Regions from separate parts of the Mus musculus genome. Here regions 2, 3, 4, 5 and 6 are each linked to region 1. Evidence: chromatin contacts called from public ChIA-PET and HiChIP or PLAC-seq data. All regions are on one chromosome and are shown on one strand. The core of a region is the stretch at or near the end of the contact, and the rest is flanking DNA. Distances in the headings are between cores, read along the strand shown.

Region 1 (3,707 bases), core at 991-3,490:
GTGTCAAATTGACACAAGACTAGCCAGCTTAGAAGGTAACAGTCCCTGAGAGAAACTACCACATGAAGGCAGAGTACTGAGAAATCAAAGTGTGTGTGTGCATGTGTGTGTACTTATCCTTGGCCCTGTTGCACATGAAACCAGTGTTCAGAACTTACTCACTACAGAATGATTGGAACCTACTCACTGCAGAAAACAGTGTACTTGGCCAGTCAAAACTGGCTTTCTGTCACTTACAGCACAAGTCTGTCCAACTCTGCCACTCTCTCATTCCCTGCTCAGGCATGAAGGGGATGCCAGGAGTAAACAATGGAAAAGATACTTGTTTGTAGGTAGGAAGCACCCATCACTTGTGGGGTCCATTGTGGCCAGGGGGACTACTACCCCATGGACACATATATGAGTGGGAACCCTTTCAGTGGCCCAAGCCACACCAGTGAGAACCCCACACATGGCTGTCTCTGTCTGAGCCCTGTGCATTCTCAGGAACCCAGAAAGCCCTGCCTCCCATCTGAAGCTCCAGTACACAGGCTGCATGGAGGCTGCTGGGGGCTGGAAGCTCATTGGCCTACTTTTGAATTAAAGGTTCATCAAAGGAATGTGAATCAAAGGGGGCGTGGAAATGGGGGAAGGGGTGGGGATGGGGTTGAGTAGAAGGGGCTTGAGAAAGAGAGAAATGCCAGAAGAAAATTCTGAAAGTAGGGAGAACAGACAGAGGGTAGATATCTGCAAAACCAGGCATGCTGATACCATGGCCTGTGTCCTGGTCACATTATTCAGTGTCTCCCCTTGTCCATTCTTGCTGCTTTACAGCATGGTTGGGCACCAGGGCAGACAGTAGCCCAGGCCCCAGAAACCTTTCTCACTCCCTGGGAGGTTTGTACTCTTTTTTTTTTTAATCTGAATTTTATTTTTATTTTTTTTCTATCCTTTTTTTTTCCATTTTTTATTAGGTATTTAGCTCATTTACATTTCCAATGCTATACCAAAAGTCCCCCATACCCACCCACCCCCACTCCCTTACCCACCCACTCCCCCTTTTTGGCCATGGTGTTCCCCTGTACTGGGGCATATAAAGTTTGCGTGTCCAATGGGCCTCTCTTTCCAGTGATGGCCGACTAGGCCATCTTTTGATACATATGCAGCTAGAGTCAAGAGCTCCGGGGTACTGGTTAGTTCATAATGTTGTTCCACCTATAGGGTTGCAGATCCCTTTAGCTCCTTGGGTACTTTCTCTAGCTCCTCCATTGGGAGCCCTGTGATCCATCCATTAGCTGACTGTGAGCATCCACTTCTGTGTTTGCTAGGCCCCAGCATAGTCTCACAAGGAGGTTTGTACTCATAACCTTCTAGAATGCCCTGGCTTTGTCAGCCTTCTTGATACCAGATAGGGCCATCGGTCCCTCCGGTATTAGAAGCCCACCCTCTTCCCTCCAAACTCAGCCACACCCACTTTTCTTTCTGTGATGCTAGGGAGAAGCTTAGCTGAGGTCAAGGATCTGAGGATGTGACAACCACTTGCCTGCCCCTTTCTAGGAGAGCAGAAAGTACCCCAGCACACCCAAGTGTTGGAGCGGGTGGCTCTACTGTGCTGGGGGTGACAGAGAATCATTTCAACAGAAGACTTAGTTTAGGATCTGAGGTTGGGATTAAAGATTTTCACCACGGTTACCACGCAACGTCCCATTTACAAATCACAGGGGTTTCAGTAGGGTACAAGAACGTGGCTGTGTAAGACACTGGAAACACCCCTGTGGCTTATTTGGGGATGGAGTGGTGCTGATGGAGACCTAGGAGCTATCTGTATGAACGCCCATGCTGCCTCAATTTAGGGTCACCGCACACTAGCGCTAAGGGAAAAGCCCTGGGGCTGTTTTCTACGTTTGTCCCTGGGGCTTCTACCTGGAAGGCATGCATAACAAAGGCAGAACAAAGGAGCCACCTGCCTTCTTCCCTATCCCATTGATCTCAAGCTACCTCGGGAGGTTTCCGAAACAAGGACCCCGTGGTTTGTAGGGCGCCCCCACTGGTTCGTCTAGGGTTGAGCTGGCCCAGCTCCTGCAGGGTCCCTGAAGTGGGCTTCCCAGGCCCAGGCGGTTGGGAGAGGCCTAGCAGACAGCTTCGGGTCCAGAGCATCCTCCAGCCGCTCCGCAACAGGAGCAAAACAAGAGCACGCGCACCTGTCGGCGCCCCGCCCCCTCCGCCCGGCCCAATCGTGGGCAGGGGCGGGGCCGGGGCGCAGTCGGAACCCGCGCAGAGCGCCGCGGAGGAGCAGGAGCAAGCGCAGCCTCGTTCCTGCAACCTCGTCCCCGCCGCCCGCAGACTTGTCTCCACTGCCGCTGCCGCCGCCGCCCCCGGGGCATGGCCTGTCTGATGGCCGCTTTCTCGGTCGGCACCGCCATGGTGAGTCGCACATCCTTCGCACTCCGGGCTGGCTTTTATCTTCTAAGGAAACAGGAAGCTCAAAGCCAGGCTGGCTGGTCCTCACACCAGCCGCCTATGAGCGCATCCTCCGGGCGCTGACCTGGGGTGCTCTGGAGAGGTGCCCGGCGCTGCTCGACTCCGCCCTGGCCACCTGGAGCTTTGAGATGCTCCTGTACTGGCTTAGGGCATCCAGAAGGTGGAGTGGGGCGCGGGTAGCGAGCAACCCCACAAGTGGACAGGTAGATGGCCTTGACTTGTCCGCCTCCTGGGTGAGGGGCTGGAGATGTGGAAGCGCACTGGGGAGGGACTGCAGGCTCAGCCCGAGGGAGGGGAGGGTCAGATCTCTCTGAGGAGCTCTGTGGAGCGGGCAGACGGCGGGGGACTTCTTGCGCCACCCTCTGGAGTCCTGGGCACAGTGGGGGGGGGGGGACACAAAAAGAGAAACTGCGCCCCACGAAACGGAGCCTGCTCTCCTGCGCTCCCCAGAGACAGCTACTCTTGGAGGAGGCAGCGAAGTCCCAGGGGAGACAGAGGAGGACGAGCTCAGATCCCTGCCAGGGTGAGGGTAGGGTGTGGGCATTTACACGCCCCCATCCCCCCAGATACCAGTGTTAGGACAAAACCTGGGTGCTACAGAATTGCTAGACAAGTATTGTTTCTCAGAGGTGGGCAAGCGTCTCCTCTTCCACGGTCACTCAATGCTCCAGGAGAAAGCTAACATACAACAACAAAAACCAGCCCACCATCTGTCTGGTCTCACCCTTGGCCCTACCGGCTCTGTCTAACAAGCGGACATTGCGGTTAATAACCTCTTAAGCTGACTTCAGACTGTGGTGGAGTATAAACAGCAAGCCCTCCGTTTTCCCACCCGAATCGTGCCTTTCTTTCTGTTACTAGCCTGCCTGTTCCTTCCCAATACGCTAGAAGCCCACATCTCACAGTCCCTCCCCTTTATTTCATTTTTAGCATCCTGTATTTGAAGTCAGCAAGGCTCCCCAGGATTTGACCGACAGTTACCTCTTGCCTTGCGCTCTAGAGGAAAAAAAAAAAAAGCACTCGGCTTTGTGCGCATGCTCTGCTCTGACAACCGCATCCTGTGATTCCAAACAGGTTACTGTAGAACTCGTCTCGAGCCCTGCCCGCCGACTCATTATGTAATGATTTTGTGTAAACCGATAGAATGGAGCAAAGATGCACTGTGGTGATGGTGGTGGTTAGCAGGGGGTGGGGTGAGGCGGGAAGGAAGACCCTTCTAAGCTGCTCCCCATCCTTGGGCTGTGCTC
Region 2 (3,814 bases), core at 458-2,957, 450 kb before region 1:
TTTTAATCTTTTAATCTCAGCACTTGGGAAACAGGCAGATGGATCTCTGTAAGTTTGAGGCCAGCCTGGTCTATACAGCAAGTTCCAGTACAGGCAAAGCTACATAGTGAGACCCTGTCTAAACAAGAAAATGTGTGTGTGTGTGTGTGTGTGTGTGTGTGTGTGTGTGTGAGAGAGAGAGAGAGAGAGAGAGAGAGAGAGAGTGGGGGGGAGGGAAGGATGGATGAACAAATTTTCAGTAATGTAGGAAACCAATTCACATGGAATGAACCAATTTATAGTGTATAAAATATCTAGGAGATCAACGATATGGTTCAGCTGCCAAGGCAAAGACCTGAATTTCCCAATACCCACAAATATGGAGAGAAAGTTGTTCACTGACGTACACACGCATGCACACACACACACACAATGTTAAAAAATTAAATGCATACTAAGGTTATGTATGGGTAAATAGAAGGAATGGGGAGAAGTGTGTGTGAGTGTGCCTGTATTCGGCCTTTCCTTCCTGCCTTAATTTTGTAGTGACTAAGAGTGTCCCTAAGTACACACCTGGTGCTAGTCAAAAGCTTTGGCAATTACAGTATGTCTGACTCTTGTTTGCCCTTAAGGCAAAGAACAAGCAGGGACCAAAGTCTTCACCATCTATCTGCCCCTCCTAGAGGTCTGCATAAAGCCCACATTCAATCCAGGAATTCACAATGATGCAGCACCTAATTGAATATAGGTGTTTACTGGCACGGATGACTATACAGGAATAAATTCCTCCGTCAGCCACCACGTCTAACTTTTGGCCATGCAGAGGCAGGGACCACACCTGAATGAGTCTTGCCTACTTTACTGTAAGTACAGCCGTGTTTAAGGGAAAGTTTTTCAATGCCATCGGTTAAGCTCCTTACTGGTTGTAACTACAAAACGAAAGGGTCCGAAGAAAAGTGTCTAAGATTCCCTCCAAGTCGAGGTCCTATTTATTATCTGTAATCTCTCCAGAGACTCTTGGTGGACAGAAGTGTGGACTTGAGCAATGGCAAAGCCAAGCAAGCAAAGGCAGTTAAATTCGAGCAACCGCAGTAGTTTGGAGGAGTGAACCCTGGCGGCAAGGCGACTACGAAAAAGAGTACGGCTGAGAGGGACCAGTTACAGAGGGGCCCCTTGAGCTATACAAGTTCTGAAAGTGCCTGCCCGTCTAAAGGGACATGGCGCCTAAGCCAGGATAACTGCACCCACAGACACGGAATCTGACCCTGAATCGCCCTGGCTTCAAGACACCGTGCCCAAAATAAACAAGTTAACGCACTCTGGGGGGCGTTTACAAGTTTTGAAATAACTTTCTGAAGATGGGGATCCCTCTGCACTGTCCCCCCGCCCCTGCCCCCATCGCCCTCTTTCCAGCTCACTCCACTGCGCCGTCAGCCGGCCGACATGCAAGCAGCGGCCAGACCGGGTTAGGATTCCGTCAGGCAGGGCCAGAGCCCCAGGTCGCTCCAGCCGCCGAAAAGGAGGCCCTGTCACCCACCTTGGTGCTAGGGTCTGGATCGGAGCAGCAGCTGAAAGCGGTCTCATCAGTGAGGCCACTGGACGCCGGCTGTGGCTCTGCCATGGCTGCCCTGGAGAATCACCAACCTGCCCTAGTAGCAAACAGGCCAGCGGACCACACGCTCCACAAGGCCCGGGGGACGCCTTTGCAGTCGGCTGAGTGACAGGCCAAGGGGCGGGCGGACGCGGCTCCCAGCCAACCACGGTGCACATGGCTGTTGGCTGTCTGCTGATTGGATTCCAGTGAGTCTGGTTCAGCATGGCGAGACTACATTTTCCAGAATGCCATTGTGCACAATAGTGGCAACTCTTAAAAAAAAAAAAAAAAAAAAGTGTTAGGAACCTGATTTTGCTTATAATTACAAAACTTGAAAACTACCCATTCCTCGGGGCGGCAACCTCATAGAAAATTTCAGCCTGGTGGAAATTACGCTTTTTAGAATAATGAGAGCTTGAACTGGGTGTTAATCTTTTTAAAAATTGTATAAGAACCTGAAGCCAGGATAATTGAAAACCATTCGAATTTAGGATTTTGTTTTTGTTTTCAAGCAGCTAAGTTTAAGTATTTCTTCCACTATATTTTTGCCCGGGGAGCATGGGGTACTTACTGGTCTTCCCAGAGCCTCCTTGGAGAATGTGTGTAGAGAATGTATGTAGAAAATGTGTGTAGAACCGAATAACTGTGGTTTGACTATGCAGTATACACAAACCACCTGAGTTTGAATGGGATTCTAATGACTCACTTCTACACACAGAGTATGTGTGTAGACAAAACTGATGGGATGTCTTATCTAAAATTAGCTTTTAAAATGTGGTGAATGGTACAGGTATGGTGGCTCACATCTGTAATCCCAGTCATTGGGAGGTAGAAGTAGGAAATTTAAAGCCAGTGTGGGCTACATAGTGAGTTCAAGGCCAACAATGGGCTTCATGTGACTCAGTCTTAAAAATAATTAAAGAAGCTTTGGTTCTTGGTGAATCTTTCCTTAATCTCTCCCTCTCTCATCCCCTCCCCTCCTTCTTGTTTATCTATGACCACATGATTAACACTAGGGAGAGAAATGTGACAGGAACTGATAACTCTAATGTAACAGAACATAAAGAAGACAAACCTGGTCTTAGGAGAAAGAGGTATAGGTCATATACATGTAAGGCCAATATAATAGGTTCTGTGTGCAGAATATGTAAAAAAAAATTACAGATCAATGAAAAATACAAACCAATAAAAAGTGGCAAAGAGGAGAACAGGCAGATTGCAAAACAGAGAACACCGTGTGTGAAAATTGACTTCAGTTTTCTAGTACATAGGGAAGTCCCTTCCGAGGCCTTCAGGTTAAGTTTTTAAAGTAAAAACCATCATGGTTAGTGTGGAAGGCAGAACACTGGAATCAACAGGCACAGCTGGCAGAAATCTAAATTACTAGAAACCTGTGGGGAACCTATTTGACAGCAGTTGGTGGAGCTGAGGGGAGCCCATCCTAGGACTCACTGCTAAGTATTTACGCTAGACAAAGATTATTATACTTATAGTCCACGTGACAAACAAAAGAAACAGCTGAATAGGGGGGGTGGAGGGGACAGGGCAGAGAGTGGCAAAAGGTACTTGTTAAACAGTAGGAAACTAGGTAGGTGATTATTTTCATAGACTGGATTATGAGACATAAATGAAAAAAATCTGCCAGAAATTCATATTCTAAAGTGGATAGATTCCACAAATAGAAATAAAATGAGTTAGCTGAGGCTCTGGCTCCATTAATAAAGGGCCTGCTGAACAGACATAAAGTCCTGAGTTCAAATCCCCAGAATCTATAGAAAAAACTCGGTGGTGCATGCCTGTAGTCCCAGAGAGATAGGCAGAAGCCTGGAGCTTGGTTAAGCAGCCTAGCCACACCTATGAAATAACATGAAATAACAGGATAATGATGAGAGATTCCTCCCAAAACAACAAAAGGTGGAGTACTGAGGAGAGACACCAGACATCCACCTCTATGCTTTCTTTTTCTTTTTTTCTTTTTCTTTTTTTTTTTTTTTTTTTTTTTTTTGGTTTTTCGAGACAGAGTTTCTCTGTATAGCCCTGGCTGTCCTGGAACTCACTCTGTAGACCAGGCTGGCCTCGAACTCAGAAATCCACCTGCCTCTGCCTCCCGAGTGCTGGGATTAAAGGCATGTGCCACCATGCCTGGCACCTCTGTGCTTTCTATCTGCAGGCAAATGTTCAGATACCCACACTAACAAGTATCACACACACAACACATCGTATACATATAGAAGAAGCAAT
Region 3 (3,556 bases), core at 236-2,735, 450 kb after region 1:
CGCTGCCCCTACCACCTCCACCTCCATCCCCCATTACCCCACCAGTTCTGATTTTTTAATTAATTTATTATATATGTGTGCATGTGCGTGTGTGTGTTCTGCCTGCATGTATGCTTGCATACCAGAAGAGGGCACCAGATCTCATTATCCATGGTTATAAATCGCCATGTAGCTGCTGGGAATTGAACTCGGGACCTCTGGAAGAACAGCCAGTTCTTCAAGCCCTCTGGTATTATTTTTCAACTCGGCTTTCCTCCCAAATTTATAACTGCTGAGGCTGTCTTTACAGAATTCAGAAACAAGTCTCACCTGCCCCCGTGAGCTCCAGGCTCTTACTCATGTGGGAATCAAACACTTTCCAAATCAGAACTTAAGCTCCCTTCTTTTGCTCTGACCCTGTACCCTGACAACCTATAAAGTGGCAGGCACCAAAGACTTCTCCAGTTAAACACTCAACTGCAGAAAGAAGAGTCATTTTCCAAGTCTGAAACTTTGTTGGCCAATGGCATTCCCCAAAAGGCACAAATTGAGGAACGTTCCTAATCTTCACATGTACCAAAACTAAACGGGAAGGGGAAAAAAAGAAGCCGATACGGACTGCCACTGATCCTCTAGGCTCGTGGTAATCAACTACTTGCTCAAAGAATCCTTTGACCGAGCACAACGTATACATAAAGACAGAAATAACATAAAGCAAAACTTTATGTCGTGTGAAGGGTCTTTAGGGAGATGCTCACTTCAGGTTCTGCGTGCGTCCTGCCTTTGGGAGGAGTCGGGTTAAGAACCCAAAATCCCTTAAGAGCAACTAGAGCCCGGTTGCAAGACGCAGACCAAAGATAGAGCATGTTTTGTGCTCAGTGAGAAAACCTTTAGGGTTCCCTAATATATGACCCTCATCAGGGAGGTGCCAAGCGGGCCAAAATTGAACACCAGGACCCCCTAGAAGCCTGGGCAATGCGACACCCACGTGACTTAGCCCTCCCAGCGCAGCGCAGGCGCCTCAGAGTCCGGAAGTACCCCTACTCTGAACAGAGAGAGCGCCCGGGACCCGCCGGGCAGGTTACGGGGCGTTGCGCCGTGGTGAAGAGGCGCCGAGGACAGGGAATCCGGGAGGACACAGAACACTGCCGCGCCGGCCCCGCTGCCCTCAGCCCGGGCCTCTTACCTGCCCGTAGTGGAGAAGGCTAGGAACCGGCTGCCTCCTCGCACCACCAGCGTCTGGGCGCACAGTGCCAGCCCCGCAGAGCTCGCCATGGGCCCGCCCGCCGCCTCCGGACACGTGCGACGCGCTGCGCCCTTCCTGTTGGCGCTTGTCAGTGATGTCACTCGGCGCCGCGCGAACGGCGTGCCGTCCAGGAGCATGCGCGCAGGGCGTAGTCTCATTTGATTTCGGTGCCCGGAGGTGCTGATGCTGTAGATCCCTCCACCTGCCTTTGGTGATTGACTTTTCTGCCTGTCAGGTTAGGTGGCTTCTCTTGGACGGGGTCTGGTACTCATTGTGTGCCGGTTTAAAAAAAATAACAACAAAAAACTGCTGTGTGGCATCAGAATTGGATGGCCAGGCCCAATATGTAGCCATGAATGCGTACGAGTCACTGGAAATGTGCTCATTTAAGACAAACACCTCTTGGACCCCCAGCTGTCAAACGAGTCTAACGGTGTGCCTGCCCAGATCACCAAAAGACTCGTTCCATCCATCCCAGTGACTCACGACGTCCAGAATATTGTGGTCTCTTATAGGTTGGATGTGAACCTCCAAGGCAGCTCCTAAAAAGATGGTTTATTTGCCCCACCCACCCAACACACCCTAGTGAAAGTAAACTCTTTGATCTGATCAGTGTCCTGTTTCAAAGTCACACTTACTATGCTGTGTACAACTGCTATCTTAAGGTTGTGCAGTTCTCTGAGTGAGTCTAACTTATAAAGCAGCAATTGGCTCCATTTTTACCTGAAACTGAGTCAGAACGACTCTTCATTTTACTTGTACAAGCTGGGAGGTGGTAGCACTCGTCTTTAATCCCAGCACTTGGGAGGCAGAAGCAGGCAGATCTCTTGAGTTTGTGGCCAGCCTGGTCTAACAAGTTCCAGGATAGCCAGGGCTAGACAAAGAAACCCTGTCTATAAACAAACAAACAAACAGTAAAAAAAATCTCTCGTGCAAATGAAATCACCACCTACAGATGCAATTAAGTTAAATCATGGGTGAAACAAAATCGTATCAGAGAAGTCAGGTCTTGAGCTTATCCAACGCCATAGCAATGAGAAATGGAACCCCTTCGCAGGACTATAAAGCAATAACCTAATACTAAGGCACCACTGAGCTCCTCTGTCACCATGCCCTCTTATACAGTGCTGACACTGAGGACAGGCAGGCCCATGCCCAGGTATGCAATAGCTCACGCGAGACAAACGCTAATGTGATGATGGCATCAGGCTGTCACACGGCTGAAGCCCACTGGGCAGACTTCTTAGTACTCATAAGCAGGTTACACCTTAACTGGGCCTGAGATCTGCCCTCTTAGGTGCCTCTCCTTTTCCAGAACCCTCTAGATTACTTTGAAGAATGCGCCCTTTGAATGGATTTTCACCCCTTACTTCCTGTCCTTAGGAAATCCAGAACCCAGAAGCCTTTCTTCGTGTTAAACTACCCACAACTACCCCGGTTTGCCTTGCATCAGTTGGTGGTGCTTTAACTACCCCCTCCCCACAAAAAATAAAATAAAATAAAAGATGGGCTCTCATTTAAATATAACTGAGAAGTCCCTGGCAGCTGATAGCTCCTGGGAGAGGGAAAGTCAGCTTTCTTCAAGGATACAACTTCTGAGAAGCCACGTGACCCATGATCTTGCATATGCTGGCAGCCCTAAATGGATTCAGTGAGTTACACACACACACACACACACACACACACGCATACATAAACGTGCACATACATAAGTGCACCATCGGGAAGGAGTAGTGGTGGCAAGGACAGGGAAGTAATGAAGGGTGAACTTTATCAAAAATAAATATGTATGTGTGGCATTCTCAATAAAAAATATTAAAAATAAAAGAGCAAGGCTGGGTGGCTCCAAGTTTAAGGCCAGCCTGGTTTACATATCAAATTCCAGGCTAATCAAGGCTACATAGTGAGACCCTGTCTCAAGAAGAAAGGAGGAGGAAGAGGAAGAGGAGGGAGGGAGGAAGAAGGAAGAAAGAAGAAGGAAGAAGAGGAGGAAGAGAAGAAAGAAGAAGAAAGAAAGAGAGAAAGGCTCCAGAGAGATGGCTCAGCAGTCCAGAGTGTGTGCTGCTCTTCCAGAACGCCTGAACCCACATCAGGAAGCTCACAGTTTCCCAGATTCCTCTAATTCCTCTTACGGAGCATCTGATGCCCTCTTCTGGCCTCCATGACCATGAATTCACATGCACAAATTCACACACACACACACACACACACACACACACACACAATTTAAAAAATAAAAATAAACAAATTTTTAAAATATATAAAAACAAGCCCGGCTGTGGTGACACACACCTTTAATCCCAGCATCTGGAGGAAGAGGCAGGCAGATCT
Region 4 (3,929 bases), core at 1,016-3,515, 330 kb after region 1:
TCGTTCCCCTTTGGGTAACAGTTGCTGCCTCGGTGACTAAGTGTCTGTTCAGAGGTCTCCTGAGAGGAAAGCTGCATAATGCAAAATAAGATTAGGTGTGATTGTTATTCTGACGACAGAGCTAGCTAGCCTTTGGAAGGGCCAACCTGCCTGGTGCCCAACACCCACAGTATGAGACATGCAGAGCCACACCCTCCAAGCTTCAGGTCAGCTGTACGGGGGTGGGGTGGGGGTTGGGGGGACAAATATCTGGTCTTGAAGGAACCAGTTCCAGAAGACTAGGCCAGATGACAGCAAGGTTTGGAGAAGAAACCCAAAGGCCACGTGGAGAGCTCTCCCCAGCAGGCTGTACAAGAGCACAGGGTGGCCCTAACAACAGGCTGTCCATCAGTTCCAATAGCATTGGCTCATCTAACAACAAACACCAGCTTGGTTTTCTGGGGACACCAGATCACTACTGTAAGTCAGATATCTAGCTGTAACCATCCAGATGTGTCAGACCCCACCTTAAAGCCCTGTGTGCCATCACCCTCAAAACTCCAGTCACTTTTAAGTAATTCTCAACTGCCAAGCTTTGTCTAGGGCTACTTAGCTATACTAGGGGAGTGGGCAGGGGCCCCAGACAGCCAGGGTGGATTAGAACCATCAAGGTGATCAGGGGCTAGACAGCCTGTAGGTGGAAGATGGCTATCTCCTTCACCTTGTGAGTCCTCAGAGTGGGCGTAGCAGGGATCCCAAGCCTCCTACATCCTCGGGGATACGGGCTGCTGCTTTTGGGTCTCTCCCAGCGGAGGAGAGTAAGGGTATCTATGCTTCTAATGCATGCTGCTTTTGGAAGTCCCCGGCTTCATCCCTGCTCTGGACTCCAATAGCGCTGGAGCATTTTGGCAAGGCCAATGACCATCCACCAGGTGAAAACCAGAAAGGCCAAATGAGGGAAGGAAAAGGCCATGGACCAGGCTGTTTGGTGAGGCTGGTTCCTCTCAGGCCCATAGGATAAGGAGCCCCAGGCATTCTCAGCCAGCACAAGCCAGACAGCAGCAGATGGGCAGTGTGGCTGGAAATCCACTCAAGACAAACAATAGGCGCCTTCTCCAGCGGTTTGACAGCGGCTTCCAAGAGCAACAAGCAGCAGAGCCCCTCCTCCAGCTGTTCCCACAAGGAAAGCCCCAGAGAGTCATTTGTGTCCAGAGGCCAAGGAGACCTGAAATTCTCTCCCTTCAGGCTTACCATGTGCCCCCCAATCCCCATGAAAAATAGCAAAAGTATATGTGAGTGTTGTGGGGGCGTTGGTAAGGGAAGTGCTGCATCTAACAGATAGTTGACTGGGCAACCTTCCCTCTGCTTAAAGGGCAGGAACGGGGCTGCCCGGTCAACTCCAGGTGGAGGGAAACAGCCTTCCCGGCCCTTCCAGGAATGCACAGGCTGCTTGGGGAAGGAACTTTCCCCACTTCCGATTCAAATTAAGTGAGGGTGGCCTTTACTGCAGGATGGGGGTGTGTAAAAGGGGAGGGTGTAGTAGGGGGGAGGGAGAGCTGATTTCCCAGCACTTTGGGCCACAGCCACAGCTCTCAGCCCAATGACTGCTGTTAACTGACTGGTGTCTGTCTATAGGGGTGATCTCTGATCACCCTAAAGGGCACAGTGGGCATGTATGAAGGGGACCTTAGAAACAGGCTGTCAAGGTGACAGGAATCAAAGGAGAAGATGGGGAGGGGAGGGGATGGGGAGGGATAGAAAAGAAAGAGAGGGCCGGAGGAGGGAGGTGGGGAAGAGAGATGAGAGAGTGGGAAGGGACCCTAGGTGAGGAAAAGGGAGAAAGAAGGGGAGAGGGGGAAGGGAAAAGGTGGCAGAAAGGGAAGCAGGGTAGGGGAAGGAAAAGAAGGGGCGAGAGAACGGAATAGAGGAAGGTGGGCAGAGAAAGCAGGAGGAGGTGGGAGGGAGAAAGAGGAGAGCCTGGGAGACAGGAATAATGGGGGAAAGGCTGGGAGGGAGGGGGCAGACATGGGAGAGTGAGGAGAAAGGGTGGGGACGAAGGAGCTGAGCATGAGTGAGGAGGGGGAGAGGCGTTTGGGAGGAGCCTTGGAGAGAAAGGAGGAGGATGGAGAAGGGGAGGGATTGAAGAAGGGAAGGGAAGGGAGAGGAGGGGATGGAAGGGCGGGGCGGGCCAGCGCCGTGGGAGGAGGGGCGTGTGGAGGCCGCGAGCTGCCAGCTCTGGTTGGCTGGCCGCCCCCGCCCCTCCCCCCGCCCCCGCCCTCCCGGCGCGGCGGCCGCGGCGAGAAAGTAAGGTGAAAAAGTCCAAGTGCAGCTGCGGGCGCGATGGGGGCCGGCTCCTCAAGCTACCGGCCCAAGGCCATCTACCTAGACATCGATGGACGCATCCAGAAGGTACCCCGATCCCCCTCCCTCCGAGGCCTCCGTGCGCCCTAATAGGCGCAGGTGTCCCCACCGCGGGCTCGGAGCCCACGGATCAAGCTGATCTTGGCGGCTCGCCCCGGGAGGTACGGCAGCCTGCGGTGCAGACCCGCGGGGCCGGTTCCAGGTGGAGGGTGACAGTCTTGAGGGGGATCCTGCCTCTGCACCCTGTGGCCTCGCGGCGACTGAAGGGACCCGCTTTTGACTGTGCCGTACGCTGTCCTCCCAACCAACTTGAGCCACGTAGGAGTGCGGTTCGCCACAGACCCTTTTTGTTCATGGCCCTCCCCAGCCCTTCTAAAGACCCTTCTCTGGGCACAGAGTGCCCTTGACTTCTGTTGATTTTGACAAAGGGACAATGGGCAAGCTGGCCTGGAGGACGGTTGGGGAAGGGGGTGTCTCATTAGCTCCTCCTAAAGTGCCTATGGAAACGCCTTTTTTTGTGGGGGGAAATTGCACCCGGACATCTCAGGAAAGTCGGGCAGCTTGCTGTGGACTCAGCAAAGGAAGCTAAGGAGGGTTGCCTGCTGGGTGTGGGCCCTCCTTTCTCAGGTGTGCGCTCTCTTAGCTAGCTGGCTGGTTTGCTTCCCCAGTAGGAGAAACCTACCTTCCTCAGCCTGATCCTGGGAAAATGGGAAGTCCCATCCCTCCTCCAAGGTGGGCCCTTTGATAGGCTCGGTGACTTGGGGTGGCCTGAGAGGCACCTTCAAGCATCACTGCTCAGCTTCTTACTTAAGCAGGAAGGGCAGGTGCAGGCTCTGACTCCAAAGGCACAACTACAGAGATTTAACAGCCGCCCCTTCCAGAGGAAGGAAGGGCTCTCCTTGTGTGTCTTCCTGCTTCAGTCCACACGAGCACAGATGTGTTCATGCATGTATGCACAGTGTGTATACAAAGCACATATCTGTACACATACATTTCCCCCATCCCACTAAATGAGAATTTATTAAAGCTTTTTGTTTTGTTTTAATTTTGGCGCAAGGGATGGGCTTCATGCATATGAGGCAAACTCTTTGTCATTAAGCCATATTGCTGGACTTCTTTGAGCTCTTTAAAGAGGAAAGAGAAGGTGTCACCTGTTCGGCAGTGGTAGGTCCTTCCTAAATTCTCCTCAAAGGTCCTCAAAGAGCTGCTCAGCAATGCACGGAAAGTAGAAGAAAGGTTTAGGCCCTCCTGATCAGACTGGTCTGTCACTGTGGGGAAGGTGGGCTTTTCCAGTGGACATACCTGAACTTGGGTAATCTCTGGAAAGGTCACCTATAAGCCAAGCCTGGGATGGGTGGGGACAGGTACCTACACTAGGCTAGAAAGACATAGCCCTGGGTGGAGGCAGACCTGATGTGGGTGCTGGCTCTGCAGTTCTGGGCTCCTCTGGCTGGCATTCCTCTCTGTGATGGGATCGTCGTATCTGTTTTATAGACTGTAATGAGAGTAAATGGGAGATAGAAACAGTGCCTGGAACATTGCAGAACACAAGAGGCATTATTCTCCTCTCAGTCTCTGTCTGTTCATAA
Region 5 (3,641 bases), core at 890-3,389, 380 kb after region 1:
TGTCTTCTGCTGTGGAGTCCTGATGGCTTTTCCCACACACTGTATTCAAATCATGGTCCGATACTCCACTTGCAAATACTCCACCCGAGCTGTAGATTTGTCTTCTGCTCTCCTTTGGGGGGGGGGGGGGGGCGTGACTTATTTTTTACTTATTTCATTTTTATTTTATGTATTTGTTTCTTCACTTATTTTGACTTTTCAAGACAGGGTTTCTCTGCATGTAGCCCTGACTTTCCTGGAACTTGTTCTGTAGACCAGGACCTGGTCTATACACACACACACACACACTCATACACACACACACACACATTCACACACACAGACACTCTCACACACTCACACACACATACACCAAAACACGGAATCTGTTTTGTGTTGGCAAACTACCCCTGAGCATGTGGCTGCCTGAAGCATGGTTTCAGGCTGTCTTTTCATCCCCCTAACACTATTCTTCAATTAATTTTGATCAAGTGGCTTAGTGATTTCCCCTGTGTATTTGGACGTCACGTCTAGGAAGTCCCTGACTTCCTCCACACTCTGCAGGTTGTGTCCCTGTGTGTTATGGTTTACAGCCATGGACAACACATTTTGCATGAGTTTTTTGCCTGTGAAATAATCTATTTCCACAAAAGAGCTTGCTGCATGGTTTTTTTTTTTTTTTTTTTTTTTTGGGACAGGAAGAAACTTAAGCCTGCAATACTGGATTAAGGAGGATTGACATCTTTGCTGTGTCAAATTTACTAGGTCATTAACACCAGTTGTTATTTACTTATGTATCTTTTCCAGTGACATTTGGAGCTTGGGGCATATAAATTCTGCATGTTTTGTTATGTTTGTGCCTGAGTCTTCAAGCTTTTCTGAGTAACTATCAATGCAATTGAAATTTTAATATAATCGTTTGCATATTATTAGTATTGTGTGTGTATCTCATGACCTTGTTAAATTCACTTGTTGGCTCCAGAAGAGGTGTGTGTTGCATTTTGTAGAATCCTTGGAATGTTCTGTGTAAAGAGTCGTGGCATCAGCAGTCAGGGGCTGCTGGCTTATTTCTTCCTTTCTGACCTGTGTGCTTTTTTTTCCTTTTTTGTCTTTTCGAGACAAGGTTTCTCTGTATAGCCCTGGCTGTCCTGGAACTCACTCTGTACACCAGGCTGGCCTCGAACTCAGAAATCCTCCTGCTTCTGCCTCCCAAGTGCTGGGATTAAAGGCGTATGCCATCACCGCCCTGCCTTTTTTTTTTTCCTTTTAAAGATTTTATTTATTTATTTCATGTATATGAGTAGACTGTAGCTGCCTTCAGACACACCAGATGAGGGCATATGGATCCCATTACAGATGGTTGTGAGACACCATGTGGTTACTGGGAATTGAACTCAGGACCACTGGAAGAGCAGTCGGTGCTCTTTTTTTTTTTTTTTTTTAAGATTTATTTTTATTTTATTATATGTGAATACACTGTAGCTGTCTTCAGACACTCCAGAAGAGGGCGTCAGATCTTGTTACAGATGGTTGTGAGCCACCATGTGGTTGCTGGGATTTGAACTCAGGACCTTCGGAAGAACAGTCGGTGCTCTTAACCACTGAGCCATCTCACCAGCCCACAGTCGGTGCTCTTAACAGCTGAGCCACGACTTTTCTTCTTACAGGATGTGAAGTCAGGTGGCCATGGGTTATCTACACCCACTCGCTTGAAATGTTCTGGGTCTTAGGTAGGGAGCACCCTTTTGGATGATTAGGAGACACAAGCTTGAGGCAAAGATGCCATTATTTATGATAGACAGGTGACTGTAGGCCATACAGAGAAGCCAGCAGCATAAGAACAAAGACAGAAGGTGACCTGTAGGTGAGTGCCTTTATTGTGACCTGTAGGTGAGTGCCTTTATTGTGACCTGTAGGTGAGTGCCTTTATTTTGACCTGTAGGTGAATGCCATTATTGTGACCTGTAGGTGAATGCCTTTATTGTGACCTGTAGGTGAATGCCTTTATTGTGTCCTGAGAATTACTGCATGGGGTTCCTCCTGGGGAATTATAATTGGTGATTTAAAGCAAGCAGACATGAGTTCTGAAAGGTCCCAGTGTTGGCGAAATGGTTACCATAGCATAGGGCTGCACATTGTGTGCCAGGTGTGGGGCAGCAGGTGAGTCAGGTAGGCTGTATCTAGCTGCCCAGAGGGCGGTGGTCAGCTGGAGGAAGTGGTTTAAGGCAGACATCTGGGTTGACACCTGGGTAGATGGGAGGCAGACAACCGGAAGCTGGGTTGGGGTGACTGAACCTGCATTCAAAGTGAACCCACAGGGAGTGTAAGGTCACGAGACACCAGAAGACCAGCCTATACACAGTAAAATAGAGAAGGCTTAACAGGTTGATCTAGGCCAGAGGTTCAACCTTCCTAATGCTGAGACCCTACAATACAATTCTTCACGATGTTGTGACCTCCAACTATAGAATTATCCCTTTGCTGCTTCCCAGCTGTAATTTCACTACTGTGATCTTAGGCGACCCCTGTGAAAGGGTCGTTAGTGACCCAGAAGTTGAGAACCACTGATTGATTGATTTGGGTTTTTGGTTTTTTGTTTTTATTGTGTCCAGTGAATAAACACTAGCAAATATATTTTAGGAAGGAAAAAAGGGAAAGGAGAGGAGGGGAGGGGAGGGGAGGGGAGGGGAGGGGAGGGGAGGAGAGGAGAGGAGAGGAGAGGAGAGGAGAGGAGAGGAGAGGAGAGGAGAGGAGAGGAGAGGAGAGGAGAGGAGAGGAGAGGAGAGGAGAGAAAGGGAAGAAGGGAGGGGAGAAGATAGGAAAGGGTAGAGAGGAAGGGAGGGTAGAAGAGGAAGGGAGGGGAGGGGAGAGGGGAGGGGAGAGGAGGGGAGGGGAGGAAAGGGGGGGGAAGGGGAGGCATAATGGCTGAAACCCGTGCTCCTATCATATGGGAGGCTGCAGTATAAAGATAGCCCAAGTCAGAGGCCAGCCTGGACTACTTAGCAAATCCTGCCAAAAGCAAGGTAGGAAGGGAACACAAAGCGCCCGGAAATAGATCAGACCAGGCCAGTGCTCCTGTCATGTTGAATGTCCATAGGAGGGGGTGTTACAACAGCTTGTTGTTGAAGACGCACGGAGATGGAGTGTGGTGTCCGCACACGGAAGCATCTTCCGGGGTTCACATAGCAGGCTATACCATCCAGCCCCAACCGCAGAACTTCCTTAAGGGACTCCATGCCATCTGCATGTGCCAGCACAGTGTCGCCTAGCCCTGTGCTGCTTGAAATGGTATTCTCACGGCTGATGACCGGACTTGCTAATTTTGGAGTTTTTAGGGTCATGAGCCTGGTGACGATCGATGTACCTTCATGGCAGGTTCTTGCTATGGGGCACCGATGCAACCCAGTCTCCGCAGTAGACTAAGACAGCAGTTAGACACGGGAGGACATGCACGGCACCCCTGCATTCCCGTGAAGCCCATGAGCCGGCATCTGCTTAGATCAGGACAGAGGTGGCCTGGGGAGGGGCGGCGACTAAGGGAGCCCAAGGAGACTTCTGGTGCCGATCATGTTCTGTTCCTTAGACTGAAGGTGACCAAGATGTGAGGGGGAAAACACTTCTTTCTCATTGTAAAATTAATATATACGTTCGTGGTAGAAAAT
Region 6 (4,033 bases), core at 344-2,843, 270 kb after region 1:
TGGGGGACGCCCCCGAACCCCATTCGCACCAGCTGCTTTGCCTCAGCAGCCACTTCCCACCCCTGTTCCTGCTTCTGCCTCTCTTGGGCTCTTCACTGAAGTATGTGGCTTGTCCCCCCTACGTGACCCAGGCCACAGACCTGGTCATGGTGCCCTAGTAGTCCCTTCATCTTCCTCCCTGAGCTCTGCAAGACTCTCTCCAGGGCCTGGTGCTCGCTCAGCTGGGCCTTGCTGTGCAGGACAGTGTCCCCAAAGCTCTGTACTGTCCCTCCCATGCTCAGGTCACCCATCTCTCACATGCCGATCTGAGCTTGGCCCTGCTCTCTCCCCTCCCCCGGGGTTAAGATGTTCTTCCCTCCTGTTCTTCATCTGTCATACCTGGGGCCTTTTCCTGGGTGGCAGGCAGAGACTGCCCCATGTGGAAGGCTGCCTGCCTCCCTGATACCATGCCAGGCCCCAGGGCTCTTCTCCCACATACACCCAAGTTCCCAGGGTTCAGGGACAAGCTGCTGTTTGTTAGGGGAGCTGAGTGACCACCCAAGGCCCAGAAGGTCAACGAAAAGATAAGCATCAGGTGACAGAAGGGACAGGGAAGGCCTTTTCATGACATCACTTTGTTGCAGCGATGCCAGTGCTCCATTTTCCTCCCGGAAGGCGTCTGATCTCCGCTCGCTTTCGTTTCTTAGAAATTCATTGTCCCTTACAAAGTTACAGATTCTGTTCTGAGAGTGCTTGGGTGCCTTTCTCGTGTTTCTGTGTCTGTCTAACCGGTCCAAGGGTCCACCGTGTCCTGGGCTCAAGCTGACTTATCCCACTATCAAACTCCTATTCATACCCTCGGGCTGCCACACGCCCATCCCCACTCTGTGGAAGAATGGGAGGGGAGGTGGGCTATGCCGTCCCCTCCCTCGATGGCCCCTTGGCCTGGGCTGTCTTCCTTCCTTAAGCTCTGTTTAGTTTAGTGGAGCACCAGATAAGAGTCCTATCCTCTTCCAGTGGACCTTGTTTCATGCATTCAAGGACATACAGCCAATAAAAAACGACAGTAATGAAACATACCCGGATGCTCTTGTAGTTCCCTCTTCTGTTACCACTGTGGGAAGAGGCCCTAAAACTTATTTAGCAGGAACACCGGGCGAAGATCGGGTCCATTGCCAGCAGCACCCTAAGCGCTGCTGAGGGCTCCAGTTCATTGGCTGTGGGTGGCGGTATTTAGTTACCCATCTCCTGTTTGCTCTTTCAGACCCTAAGGACGTCAAGTGCTCCTCCACCCTCCCCACGGTAAGAGCTCCTGTGTTTCCTGTTACCTCCCAGTACAGCCTGCTCCTCTTTACAGCCCACACTGCCAGCAAGGAAAGGCTGGCCACAGCCTCACGCATGACAAGAGTCTATCTCAGCCATTGCAACCCACTGAGCCCTTCCTGCTTCTAAGTCCTCCGCTCTCCCTACAGAGGCTACCTGAAACATGTCACCACAGCCTGGCCTGACATCCCTCAGTGGCTCCCATAAAACCCCCTCTACCTGTTTTCCCTCTGCCCTGTCAAGCAAGCGTTAGGCATATCAAGGAGACCCTTGCTCTAGGGACAGTGCCCAAATTGTACAGCAGGGGGCACCAGAGCCTCTTCCTGTTGAGGCTTAACAGCCCAGGGGTCCTGGGTGTATGTATGTGTGTGTGGGGGGGGTGGGGGGTGGAGAACATTCTGACACTTTATTAACGAAAAACAAAAATAAGCAAAGAAGGCTACTATATTCTAGAAATGTAGCCATGGTGGTATTTGAAAGTGTTCTCAAAGCCATGATGATTTCAGAGTCCAAGTTCACAGAGCTGGTGGTGATTTCATTGTGATCTGAGGCCTCCGTGAGTCACTGGGGTTTGGGGGGTGGGGTGGGGTAGCTCTAAACACAATAGAACCAGGATACTCACTTGCAGACAAGAAAACCTCTGTGGCCACATCCTGCAGCAGCGAATTCTAGAAGTGGCTTCTTCCTCATTGCTAGCTCCAGACATACAGGGGACCAGGCTAGGCACAAGCTCCTGCCTCTCCTGCTGGCACGTATGTGAGGTAGGGCTGAGTCTGCCCGATGCTATACGTGATCTTGGCCAAAAGGTCTAAGCATATCTTTATTAATTTTCTCCTTTTCAAGTCTCTGAGTGAGTCACCAGGGTCTCACAGAGCTCAGCTGCCCTGAGGGCTCGATGGCATGCTGAGCCGGAATCATAAACAGAACTGTTGCTATCTCCACCCTCTTAATGTTTCACAGTGGGGTTCAGCTTCAACACAGGAAGTCATGGGGGTACCCAGCCCTGGCGTAGCTGAGCTGAAGAGAAAAACCATGTCTATTAGGCCTCATCAGAATTCAAGGCTTTAGTGTTTCAAATGGGACCATCTGAATGGGGGAGGGGTGGGGCGAGAAATATTTACAAATTGTGTCTGGGCAGAGACCTGCATCTAGAATACTAACTCATTACTTAGACAGCCAAGGACAAGCAGGGTCAGAGGACCACAGCAGATATTTCTTCTAAGAAGACACACGGGTGGGCTGTGGGCAAGAAGTACGTGTGTCTCACCACTCGGTGTGAGCAGGCATCAGGCGACTTGGTCAAATCCACAGGGTGGCTGTCATGAGGGTTAGTGTGAATGTGGAGGGATCAGAACTCCCGCCTCCCTAGGGCGTATGGAAAGGGATGCAGCCTCGTGGAATGAACAGTTACATCTGACCCCACAGCCCCACTCCCAGAAACACACCAAGAGAATCACAATCACGAAAGACTTGGGCACACAGGTTACCCATAGGGTTATAGCATCCCAAAAATGGAGCAAAATAGACAACTGCCAGTTGATAAACAGATGCATTCAGTGTGATACATTCTGTGGTGAAATATTATTAGGCAGTAGGAGAAATTAAGCTCTGTTGAAGCCATTTGGCTGAACTAAAGAAGCGATTCAGAGAAAGCCACAGCATAAATACAGTTCCATTTGTATGAATGCTTGACTGCTGAGCTATAGCCCAGTCCCTGTGGGAAGCATCCAGAAGTGGGAAAAAATCCTGAGAACAAGCAGATCAGTGAGGGGAGAGGGGGCTGGGGGGACAGCACACAGTGACAGTGCTGTCCCTAAAGGTGAGGAGCATTCTGGGGTTGCGGTCAGTGCTGGATACAAGGCTCTGACTCAGACCACTGAACAGAAAGTCATGAAACAGCAGCATATTTCTGGTTGTTCATCACAATTTTTTTCCTGAGAATTTTTTTCTGTCATGAAAGAAGTGTTCATTTAAAAAAAAAATGTATTGGTGAGCTGGAGAGATAGCTTAGTGGTTAAAAGTACTGAGTTCAACGCCCAGCATCCACATGGTGGCTCACAACCATCAGTAATGGGATCTGATGCCCTTTTCTGGTGTGTCTGAAGACAGTGATGGTGTACTCGCATATACAAAAAACAGTAAGTATTGGGTTTTAGTGTGTAAGCATCTTCCTCTGAGGTTGTATACTCTCTCTCTCTCTCTCTCTCTCTGTGTGTGTGTGTGTCTGTGAGCGTTCATGGAGACAAAGAGTACATCAGATCCCCTGGAACCGGAGTTTGGAGTTTGTTGTGAGCCACTAGGTGGGTGCCAGGAATAGAACCTAGGACCTCTGGAAGAGCAGCCAGTGCCCTTAACCACTGAGCCACATCTCCAGCCCCAGTGTAAGCATTCTCATGGAAGTCTAATCAGCTGCTTCTCTTCCAGCACCCTAGAGCCTCTGAGAATGGCATAAACAGATTTAGACTGCAGAAGCAAACCACGTACAGTGAAAAGAATGGACCTCTGGTGAGTGACACACAGCTTCCACCTGCTGGGATGTCTTTAGAGATTCAGAACCAGTCTCTAACCCCCCCACCCCCCACCCCCCCTACCCCACCCCCCGTGGACCAACTGGCTGTCCCCGGGCCTCAGGCGCAGCTCAGACATCCAGGATCTTTAAGCCATTGAATCTCCTTGTATTCCTAAGGGCCATTTGAGTCAGCCTCGTTGACTTTCTCTGGACAGTCAGCTA

What was found. ChIA-PET counts read pairs in DNA pulled down with a chosen protein or histone mark. HiChIP or PLAC-seq counts read pairs in DNA pulled down with a chosen protein or histone mark.
Region 2: a contact with region 1 is called in an RNA polymerase II ChIA-PET map of memory CD8 T cells, with 8 read pairs. The contact joins the promoter of Glo1 here to the promoter of Abcg1 in region 1. A contact is called at or near these places in 2 of 39 promoter capture datasets (hippocampal neurons and liver) and 1 of 115 datasets of contacts at active chromatin or transcription factors (memory CD8 T cells).
Region 3: a contact with region 1 is called in an RNA polymerase II ChIA-PET map of memory CD8 T cells, with 43 read pairs. The contact joins the promoter of Wdr4 here to the promoter of Abcg1 in region 1. A contact is called at or near these places in 5 of 39 promoter capture datasets (the HPC-7 cell line, cranial neural crest, hippocampal neurons and 2 more), 2 of 484 Hi-C or Micro-C datasets (CD4 T cells and LSK cells), 2 of 115 datasets of contacts at active chromatin or transcription factors (forebrain and memory CD8 T cells) and 1 of 9 other capture datasets (liver).
Region 4: a contact with region 1 is called in an H3K4me3 HiChIP or PLAC-seq map of embryonic stem cells, with 9 read pairs. The contact joins the promoter of Pde9a here to the promoter of Abcg1 in region 1. A contact is called at or near these places in 2 of 39 promoter capture datasets (embryonic stem cells and hippocampal neurons) and 1 of 115 datasets of contacts at active chromatin or transcription factors (embryonic stem cells).
Region 5: a contact with region 1 is called in an RNA polymerase II ChIA-PET map of memory CD8 T cells, with 7 read pairs. The contact joins the enhancer-like site here to the promoter of Abcg1 in region 1. A contact is called at or near these places in 4 of 39 promoter capture datasets (embryonic stem cells, hippocampal neurons and liver) and 3 of 115 datasets of contacts at active chromatin or transcription factors (embryonic stem cells, memory CD8 T cells and pro-B cells).
Region 6: a contact with region 1 is called in an RNA polymerase II ChIA-PET map of memory CD8 T cells, with 262 read pairs. The contact joins the enhancer-like site here to the promoter of Abcg1 in region 1. A contact is called at or near these places in 4 of 39 promoter capture datasets (the HPC-7 cell line, HPC-7-derived erythroid cells, embryonic stem cells and 1 more), 1 of 484 Hi-C or Micro-C datasets (nephron progenitors), 2 of 115 datasets of contacts at active chromatin or transcription factors (forebrain and memory CD8 T cells) and 1 of 9 other capture datasets (pancreatic islet).

What each region holds. Positions count from the first base shown.
Region 1 is chr17:31,055,454-31,059,160 of GRCm38.p6, forward strand. It overlaps Abcg1 (ATP binding cassette subfamily G member 1), which reads left to right and starts at 2,241. Exons shown (of 15, transcript NM_009593.2): 1 at 2,241-2,403. The coding sequence starts at 2,362.
Region 2 is chr17:30,610,952-30,614,765 of GRCm38.p6, forward strand. Glo1 (glyoxalase 1) reads right to left here and starts at 1,708. Exons shown (of 6, transcript NM_025374.3): 1 at 1,517-1,708. The coding sequence starts at 1,600.
Region 3 is chr17:31,511,002-31,514,557 of GRCm38.p6, forward strand. It overlaps Wdr4 (WD repeat domain 4), which reads right to left and starts at 1,486. Exons shown (of 11, transcript NM_021322.2): 1 at 1,166-1,486. The coding sequence starts at 1,383.
Region 4 is chr17:31,383,969-31,387,897 of GRCm38.p6, forward strand. It overlaps Pde9a (phosphodiesterase 9A), which reads left to right and starts at 2,266. Exons shown (of 19, transcript NM_008804.4): 1 at 2,266-2,388. The coding sequence starts at 2,320.
Region 5 is chr17:31,437,957-31,441,597 of GRCm38.p6, forward strand. The region is part of intron 4 of Pde9a (phosphodiesterase 9A); the gene reads left to right. Among named protein-coding and RNA genes, the nearest start is that of Gm9902, 4.7 kb to the left of the region's middle. Within about 2 kb of position 2,140, at least 19 of the 459 cell types and tissues checked have an H3K27ac peak or open chromatin away from gene starts, as enhancers often do. A contact at or near this core is called in memory CD8 T cells, where this site is marked.
Region 6 is chr17:31,324,423-31,328,455 of GRCm38.p6, forward strand. It overlaps Slc37a1 (solute carrier family 37 (glycerol-3-phosphate transporter), member 1), which reads left to right. Exons shown (of 20, transcript NM_001242427.1): 9 at 1,244-1,281; 10 at 3,727-3,807. Among named protein-coding and RNA genes, the nearest start is that of Slc37a1, 30 kb to the left of the region's middle. Within about 2 kb of position 1,594, at least 75 of the 459 cell types and tissues checked have an H3K27ac peak or open chromatin away from gene starts, as enhancers often do. A contact at or near this core is called in the HPC-7 cell line, embryonic stem cells and memory CD8 T cells, where this site is marked.